Linked DNA regions of Triticum aestivum: region 1 is linked to region 2. The links are chromatin contacts, called in public Hi-C maps. All regions are on one chromosome and are shown on one strand. The core of a region is the stretch at or near the end of the contact, and the rest is flanking DNA. Distances in the headings are between cores, read along the strand shown. Region 1 holds the start of LOC123164645 (spermine synthase). Region 2 has its middle 16 kb from the start of LOC123164495.

What was found. Hi-C and Micro-C count contacts between places; a contact is called where the count stands out from the background.
Region 1: a contact with region 2 is called in a Hi-C map of leaf, with 6 times the contacts expected there. The contact joins the promoter of LOC123164645 here to the enhancer-like site in region 2. A contact is called at or near these places in 3 of 5 Hi-C or Micro-C datasets (all in leaf).

The regions. Positions count from the first base shown.
Region 1 is chr7D:422,138,327-422,142,253 of IWGSC CS RefSeq v2.1, reverse strand. It overlaps LOC123164645 (spermine synthase), which reads right to left and starts at 1,665. Exons shown (of 12, transcript XM_044582190.1): 1 at 1,459-1,665; 2 at 1-30.
Region 2 is chr7D:421,859,694-421,863,988 of IWGSC CS RefSeq v2.1, reverse strand. No RefSeq gene overlaps it. Among protein-coding and RNA genes, the nearest start is that of LOC123164495, 16 kb to the right of the region's middle. Within about 2 kb of position 1,683, at least 2 of the 8 cell types and tissues checked have an H3K27ac peak or open chromatin away from gene starts, as enhancers often do. A contact at or near this core is called in leaf, where this site is marked.

The sequences.
Region 1 (3,927 bases), core at 416-2,915, 280 kb before region 2:
AACCCTGTTCCGCTTTAAAGTTCCCAGCCTCTGGATCAACAGCACAATACAAGGCAGGCAACAATAAGAAAAAAAAACAGTCTGGGATTTTTTTTCTTTCACTAGGTAATCAACAAAAGGTACAAAATTACTTTACAACCACGAAAGAGGAACAAACGCTAAGGTTCTAAACATGACATTCTCAAGCAAACTACTACTAGTATTATATGCGATCAACATGAATGAAAGGAAACAAATTGAACTATCGCCCTGTACTCATGCTTTCACCATCTCAGTTTTAGGCTTTAGTTGGTAGTGAACATCAGAGATTTCCCCTCGTATTTCAGTTCTCAGCAGTCTTCCACTCCTCTAGTACTTAATTAAACGAAAGTCAACAAGTTCCAATGACAACAGGGCATATGGATATGATGACACCAGCTCTGCACCTAGTGTAGGGCAATGCCAGAGCACTAAATGCGATCTGGATTGGGTGTAAGTCTTGTTTTGTGGATGTGGTTGGTTTACTAATGATTGATGAAGCTGTAGTAAAAATCCAACAAAGTTAGGTAAATCATATGACATCTAGACGTGCTTTAGCAAAACTGAAATTATGTCATGCTATTTACTGCCCCCTAACATATATTCTGGAACAGAAAGTCTAGATAAGGCATGATTGGAAACTTTGATTATACAACAAAAAAACTAACAAAACAGCACAGATCCCTACGTGGAGCAAATTTGCATCCAGTGGTGCGATAGGATGGAATCGAAGAAATCTAGAATCATTTTTTCACAAAGATGCAGAATCTTTGAATGTAACCGTGTATTGCTAAAGGAAGGGAAATTACCCCCTCAAAATCGAAAAATGCCAGAGGCGCTTTTTATATAGAAATCATCAAGCAAACCAGAGAGGCTGACTATTTTCAGCTAGTTTAAACGCAGAAAAAAAATGCAATGGTGCGGGCAGATCGAACCACTGGCAAGTAGAACCACTGGCACAAAGGACCAAGCACCTGGCGTGCACCCAGAAGAAGACGACGGGGCTGTGAACTTAAATAAACAAACGGCGTCTTTTTTGTTGGATAAAGAAAGAAAGATATCTCCAGGGCCGGGGGGCTATAACCTCGTTGGGAACACAAGCGACGACCCGGCCACGGCCACGGCCACCGCCACCGAGGAGGAAGAAGACGAACAAGGGGCGACAGGAAACATCTGGCCGTGTCCCGGGGCTAAATAGCCGCTTGGGTTGCCGGATTTAACAGCGCCGACAACAGCGGACCAATTTCACGGAATCTGCAGGGCTAAATCGAAAAAGTTTGTACGACCTCTGGACTCTAGTCAAGTCCTCTAGCGTGAAAGAACGCCCCCCTGGAAAACTTGGGCACGGCGGAGCGCCACCGTAGTCCGGAAGTGAACCTAGGCAGGCGCCAGAAGAAGAAACGAGCGCGCGCCTAGGCTGGAAGCTTTTGTAGCTCTCACCTGTTGGACGTACACGCGGACGGCGAGGGGGAGGAAGATGATGACGTGCCGCTGCTGGGAGAGAGTGGGAATGGGGTGGAGCGGGGTGGGCGAGAACAGGAGAAGCTTAAATAGGCGATCATGTGCAGTGCAAGTGCAGGCTGTGACTGGTCCTCTTCTGGCACCGTCCACGGTAGGTAGATGGGGATGGGACGGGACGGGAGCACCAAAGAAACGAAGGGCTCGTGCTTGATTTTGACGGCATTAAAAGGGCGGAATGCGATGCTCTTCTCCAGATAACCCCGCTCCAACGGATTGGATGTACCTTTCATGTGAGGTGTCTCCGCATCCGATTCTCGGAGAAAAGGGACGATGATGTCCTTGCGCACGGAAAGATGCCTGCTTTTTTCTCTCCCTTGCATGCCACTCAACTCATATCAAGAACATGGCAACTCATTCAAGCCGCAGATTTTGCTGCGTGACAGTGTGCATGCCCCTCGGTTCCCTTAAAACGAGTGCGCTTCTGAATTTGCTTCGCGATCAGCAATTATTAGGAGAGAAAGTACTTGGACACGAAGCATACATACTACTCCTACATGCGTTTCCCCTAAAAACTAAAGAAGAAGAAGAAGAAACAAACAAACGTGTGTTGCTTGAAAAATGAATAAACAAACGTGTGTTGCGTGTTAAAACAAGTGCATACTATGTGGTTAAAAATGACAAAAAATAATGGAAAAATAAATACAAGATTATTCTCGATTTTCATTTTAAAATCAGCAAAACCCACAAAGTATGTGACAAAATTACGTATAAAAGAAGAAAAGCTTTTAAACTGCACTTAACGTGATGCCTTATTTTAACAAAAATGTGAAGCGTGAATCATATATTTTTACCGTCCATAACCGTATAAAAATCAACGCCAAAAAACAACTTATGACTGCCCATGCATGGCTTGATTTCTAAAAAAGAAAAGACAAGCATGACTTGGTGGGTGACATTGTTTGCATGGGTAGATTAATGTAAAAAAGCAACTTATGTATGAATACATGCATGACTTCTGATGTTACACAAATTTAATCAAACGACTATTTAGGGCAATTCCAACGGGCCGACCTAAACGGACACCGATTTCGTCCGCTTCTTGTCCGTTTAGGTCGCCTCTCCGTGCGTCCGTGCCCGCTTTTTCATTTGGGTCTGCGAGTGCGCCCAACGGTAGCCAGACCCATTTTTGACATGTCCGCCCTGACATTTCCTCAAACACGTAGCAGGCAGGGCAGGGGAGCTCGCAGCGCGCGGGGAGGCCGACGGGCGAGCTTGAACCCCACGGCGGGGGCGGCACGGCGAGCGCGAGACCGGGCGTGGGTCGGGCGCTGCCGGGGTCGGGCGCGGCGAGGCCTGGCGCAGGAGCGGCAGGGCGCGGCGAGGCCGGGCGCAGGAGCGGCAGGGCATGGCGAGGCCGGGCACGCGACCAGGAGCGGCGGGGCGGCGCGGGGACGGTGGTGGTGGGGGGAGGGTGGCGACCAGCAGCGGTGCAGGGGACGAGGTCGGGCCGGGAGGCGGCGGGGCGTGCGAGCTTCATCGCGCAAGCTACCACGGCGAGCATGCGCGCACGCACGCAGCTGTGCACGCGGCATGCAGCAGCCACAACTGTTGGAAACGAGAGTTTTGGCAATCCTTCACGATGTATTGATCGGTGCATAGCGCACGTATATATGGAGTACAAAGTGGGCCACAACCTCAACTATACAATGACTAGGAGGTGGGCCGGGCTAAACAATATACATGCACAAACCATATGTTCAACACCCCCCGCAGTCGAAGCGTCGCCGGATACGCAAAGACTGGACCTGAACTCCTCGAAAACAGAAGTAGGCAGTCCTTTTGTCATGACATCAGCGAACTGCTGCGCCGTCGGGACGTGGAGGACCCAGATGCGCCCAAGAGCCACCTGCTCACGAACAAACTGTATGTCGAGCTCAATATGCTTCGTTCGACGATGATGGACCGGGTTGGCAGAGAGGTACACGGCGGAGACGTTGTCACAGTAGACGAGCGTGGCCTTGTGAACATCACAAAGCAACTCCTAGAGCAGCTGACGAAGCCAAGAGCATTCAGCAACGGCGTTAGCCACTGCCCGATACTCTACCTCGGCACTCGAGCGGGAGACGGTGGGCTGTCGCTTGGAGGACCAAGAGATCAGAGACGGTCCAAGGTAGACACGGTACCCCGAGATGGAGCGCTGTGTGTCCGGGCGGCCAGCCCAGTCCGCATCAGAGTAGGCGACGGTGTCGGTGGAGGCGGAGGCCGTCAGCGTAAGTCCCATGGACTGGGTGCCGCGTATGTAACGGAGGATACGCTTCACCATAGTCCAGTGAGAGTCGCGCGGAGCATGCATGTGAAGACAGACCTGCTGAGCAGCATACTGCAAGTCAGGGCGCGTCAGGGTCAGGTGCTGCAAAGCACCCACAATTGAGCGATAGAAGGCCGCAT
Region 2 (4,295 bases), core at 434-2,933:
TGAGCTGACACGTTATCTTGAGATTGACGAAGTCACCACAGGCGCCTCCGCGGTTGCCATGGGGTACGATTTTAGGAGACCAAGGCCTGGTTCTCATATGGCCGGAGGATATTTCCTTAAGATACGACATCGGTCATTATGGTTTAGTGAGGCATTATTTTGCGTCGAATGCAGTATACCCCTCTTACTATGTTTGGTATTCCGGATGCATTGGGATCTCTGCAACACCATTGCAAAAGCTAAGGAGAAGCATGATCCTTGGTTTGAGCTGAGAAAAAAAATGCAAGGGTAACTATGAGTGCAAGCCCATTATTGAAGATTGCATCAACCGTGTGAGTCCTTGCTTATAGATGCTCGGCCGCCATCGATGAATATGTTCGCATCGGGGAAGATCTCATCCTTGAGTATGTGAGACTTCATAGCACTTGATTCTTGTATTTTTATCATGTTTATTTGGATTCTTAGTTATCCAAAAAGAATTTCGCCCCGCTTTATTTGGATTCTTAGTTCATGTGGACGGTATGTTGTGTTTGAATTTGAATGGTTCAGTTTAAACCATTAAACTAAATATGTATATGAACTGTCTGTTCTTTTTCTTGAGAATGAATTGTCTGTTCTTGAATTCTTAAGTTTTGCATTAAAGTGCTATAAATTTGAAAATGGTCGGACGGATTGGAAAAATTATTTTTCTGGCCATTAAGTTTTACGGATCTGCTAGATAAAGAAAAATGGCTTTTCTAGAGGATAAGGGATGCTATAGATGCCCATACCCACCCTATCACATTTGTTGCTCGTGATACATGAAACCCATTATATTATGATGTTACACCATCTTTTTCATATTAAAAAAATCACATGGTCGTAGTTTTTGCATGGTAGACTAGTGCTATGCATGTGTAGAACGGTGGGATTAAATACTCTCGTTAAGGCAGGAGATTGGTTTCTTCAAAGTGTTGTGCGTAAATTTTTTTTTTCAAGGGTCAGTGCTATAAGAGTTGACTGGCTGTCTTTTGCCATTTGGCCACACAAAAAACGTGTATAGGTTTCTAACTAAATTCACGGGCGAAGTTAGTTGGATCTTGGCATCATACCTACATAAGTATTCCCATGCGTAGGATAGTAGATTGACGAAGCATGTCATGCATGTCCAAATGAAGGGTTTCGTTGGTTCTACGGTATGCTCTCACTTTCAGCCCCTCACGAGACACGAGCGTCTAATAAGCCAGGCTTTGGTTGCAGGCTTGCAACGGATGAGACACCATGATGAAAACGGCTTGCGCCTCATTTTATATATATAGATAAAACACGGAAAAGAATATGAGTCCTCATTGGATACACCTTTAGTTAGGTCGTGCTTGTACACATCCCTTGCAACTTCAACAATTTACACATGTCCACAATTTTCTCTCTCTTTGCGGACAGGACCATGTGGTGGACAGCTACGCGAGGCAGGCGATGGGGGCGTCAAGTTTGGTGCGACTCATTTTCCTGCAGCACAGCCATGCACGGAAGAGATCATGTGCTTGTCTCCCATGCATGCATGGTGGTGAGTTTGCCATGTTGGCGAGTCTGTTGCATAGATGGTGCAATCGGATAGGAAACGGACGCGATCAGTGGATAAGATGTGGATGTGGTGCTGGATTCGCAGGGTCGACGTCGTCCATCCGGATGTGGACGTGCATAAGCGGCTCGTCACGACATGTCATCGTGAGATTGACGGCCAGTCGAGACTCATCGCTACCAGTGTCGTTGCCACGTTTGTGAAACGAGGGGAAAACGAAACCTGCCAACGTGCGTGTCGGTGACCGATGTGCCCCCGAGAGGCCAAGACTGTGCATAGTTTGTGCAGGATGATGACAATTCAAATTCAGCGCCTAGTTCATGACAAATCCAAGTAGTTATTGCTTGCGACCCATAGAAGGAAACCAGCCCTGCACATTGGGCAACAGCAGTGCAAATTCAAGCAACAGTTTGACTGTTTTCTCTCTCTTGCGATTTGGAAGGTTTTGTCCTGCATTTGTGATCCAAATTCAGTACTCCGTCTGGTCGGGTTTATAATGCCGGGCACGTATTTTAAGGTTTTCAATTTACTAGCGAAACACATGTCATATGCCATAGAAAAAAAAATTACATTCGTTATCGAATGAAATTTCTGCACATAATTTTTTTGAAGAAATATTCCACATGTTTTTTAGTTAAATTAAAGACCTAAGAATCCATGTCGACTTATAAACTCTATCGAAAGGAAGTACAGAAGGTCGTACTTCATGGTTGCCAAGTTCTGGATCATTTTATTCATTGCCATTTAAACTTCCAAGGCAAACCGAAGGACACGCGCGAGACCACCCTGAGGAGAGTTCCAGCACTACACATCGATTGAAGCAAAGCGGAGATCAACCATGAGTCTCTGAACTAGTACTATCCTTGTGGCGGTTAAGTCCTGAGAGCTACAAGTGCTATCTGTATTTCTTATTATTTCGCATTGCAAATTAATTCGTCAAAGACTTTTTTTGCTTCCAGCTTGCACTACTTTGTGTACACATCAGTTGACTGACGGTCACGGCCCAGGCACTCCAGCTCCGAACGAAGGGTCCACCATGCAGGAAAACGCTAAGGCGACGGGAGGCGATTGCATGGCGATCGCCTACCGCTGCTAGGGTTAGGGTTTGAGCTGCGGGGGTGAGAGAGGATACGGTGGTTCACGTGGACGGCGACGGCGCAGTCCTCAGGACCGACCGGCGATCTTCCTTCTTCGCTGTTGACGGAGCGGATGGCGGAGAAGGTTGGGGAGAAGGAGGCTAGGGTTTCGGAATAGATGGGATCGGCATCGGTGGCCGCGGCGGCTGCGACTACCCCGAGGAATCATAACAACACAAGGGTGTCCATAGGCGAGGCGAACCAGAAGAAATCTACCAGCCGAGCTAGCAGTGCATCGGGCTCGGGGATGGCACACCAGAGGAACACGACCGGCAGGCAGGGGGATGCAGAGGCACTGGCCTCGGGCAGGAAGAACACCCCAGCGGCCGAGGGGAAGGGGATGTCGACGCCGCAACGCAAGGTGGATGGTACAGCAAGCCGGACCTCCTCTAAATCTCCGGTGGAAAGCAAAACGCCAGATCCTACGTCGAGCCTTTCAGCGAGGCTTGGGGGCATGATACTGATGGACAAGGAGGCGGAGGGGTTCGTGTTTGAGGAACCGGAGAAGGTGAGTGCAAGGAATTATCGCTGGTCAGCGGTCGATAAAGTATGCTCGCCGTGGCCGATGATCATGAGCGCGGTCGAGCGTGCGATGCAAAGGGTCTAGGGTTTGCACAAAGTAGCCAAGTTTGCGGACCTCGGCTCCAACATCTTCGAGGTTCACTTTGGCAGCGAAGGAGACTGGAAACACGCAATGTACAATGGGCCATGGCAATATGATTTCAGCGTGTTGATCTTGAAGGAATATGAAGGCAAAACTAGGCCGTCAGAGATGATTTTCGATAGGACTGACGTGTGGGTTTGGGTGGACGATTTACCACCAGATAAGAGGACTGAATCCTTTGGCAGAGCTCTTGGGAATTGGTTGGGGGAGATCGTGCGAGTGGACACTGATAAGGATGGTATAGCAAGGGGACAGTATTTGAGGGTTAGAGCAAAGATTAATGTGTTTGAACCGTTGGTGAGAGGTTTCAACCTCAAAACGTCCAAAGATGACAAGTTGGGAACCTGGTTTGATTTCTACTACGAGAAGGTGCCTCATTTCTGTTTTGAGTGTGGTAGGATGGTTCATGCAGGAGGAATATGTGTCCCCCCTATGGACTCGTCCCAACAATGGGGTGGCTGGTTAAGGGCGTCCCCGGAACGGCCTAGCGGAGAAAAAGGAGGATCTCAAGGGCCGGCCGGAAGCAGCAATAGCTGGGGCAGTAAACGTACGGGCGACAGCGACCCAAGGCGTCATTCCAATCCTGACAAGGCCGAGGCTCCAACAAAACGTAACTTGCAGGATGAGTTTACCAGGTCGGAAGGAGCACGCACTGGCGTGGCCGCTAAATCTGACAAAGGAGAAGTCACTAGCCCTTTGAAGGATAAAAATAAGTATGAAAGAAGGGAGGGGCACGACCTCAGACAGGATTTAGAGCAGAAAAGGGAATGGGACCTGAGAAATAAACTACAAGGACAGCAACGCTATGCTAGTAGCTCGAGAGATAGAAGGGAGGATATGCGGGATGAGGAGGGAGGAAGCCATATACATCATAACAGGGGTGATTTGAGAAGAGGTGACGAGCAAAGGGATAGGCGGAGGCTTGGGGAAGGTG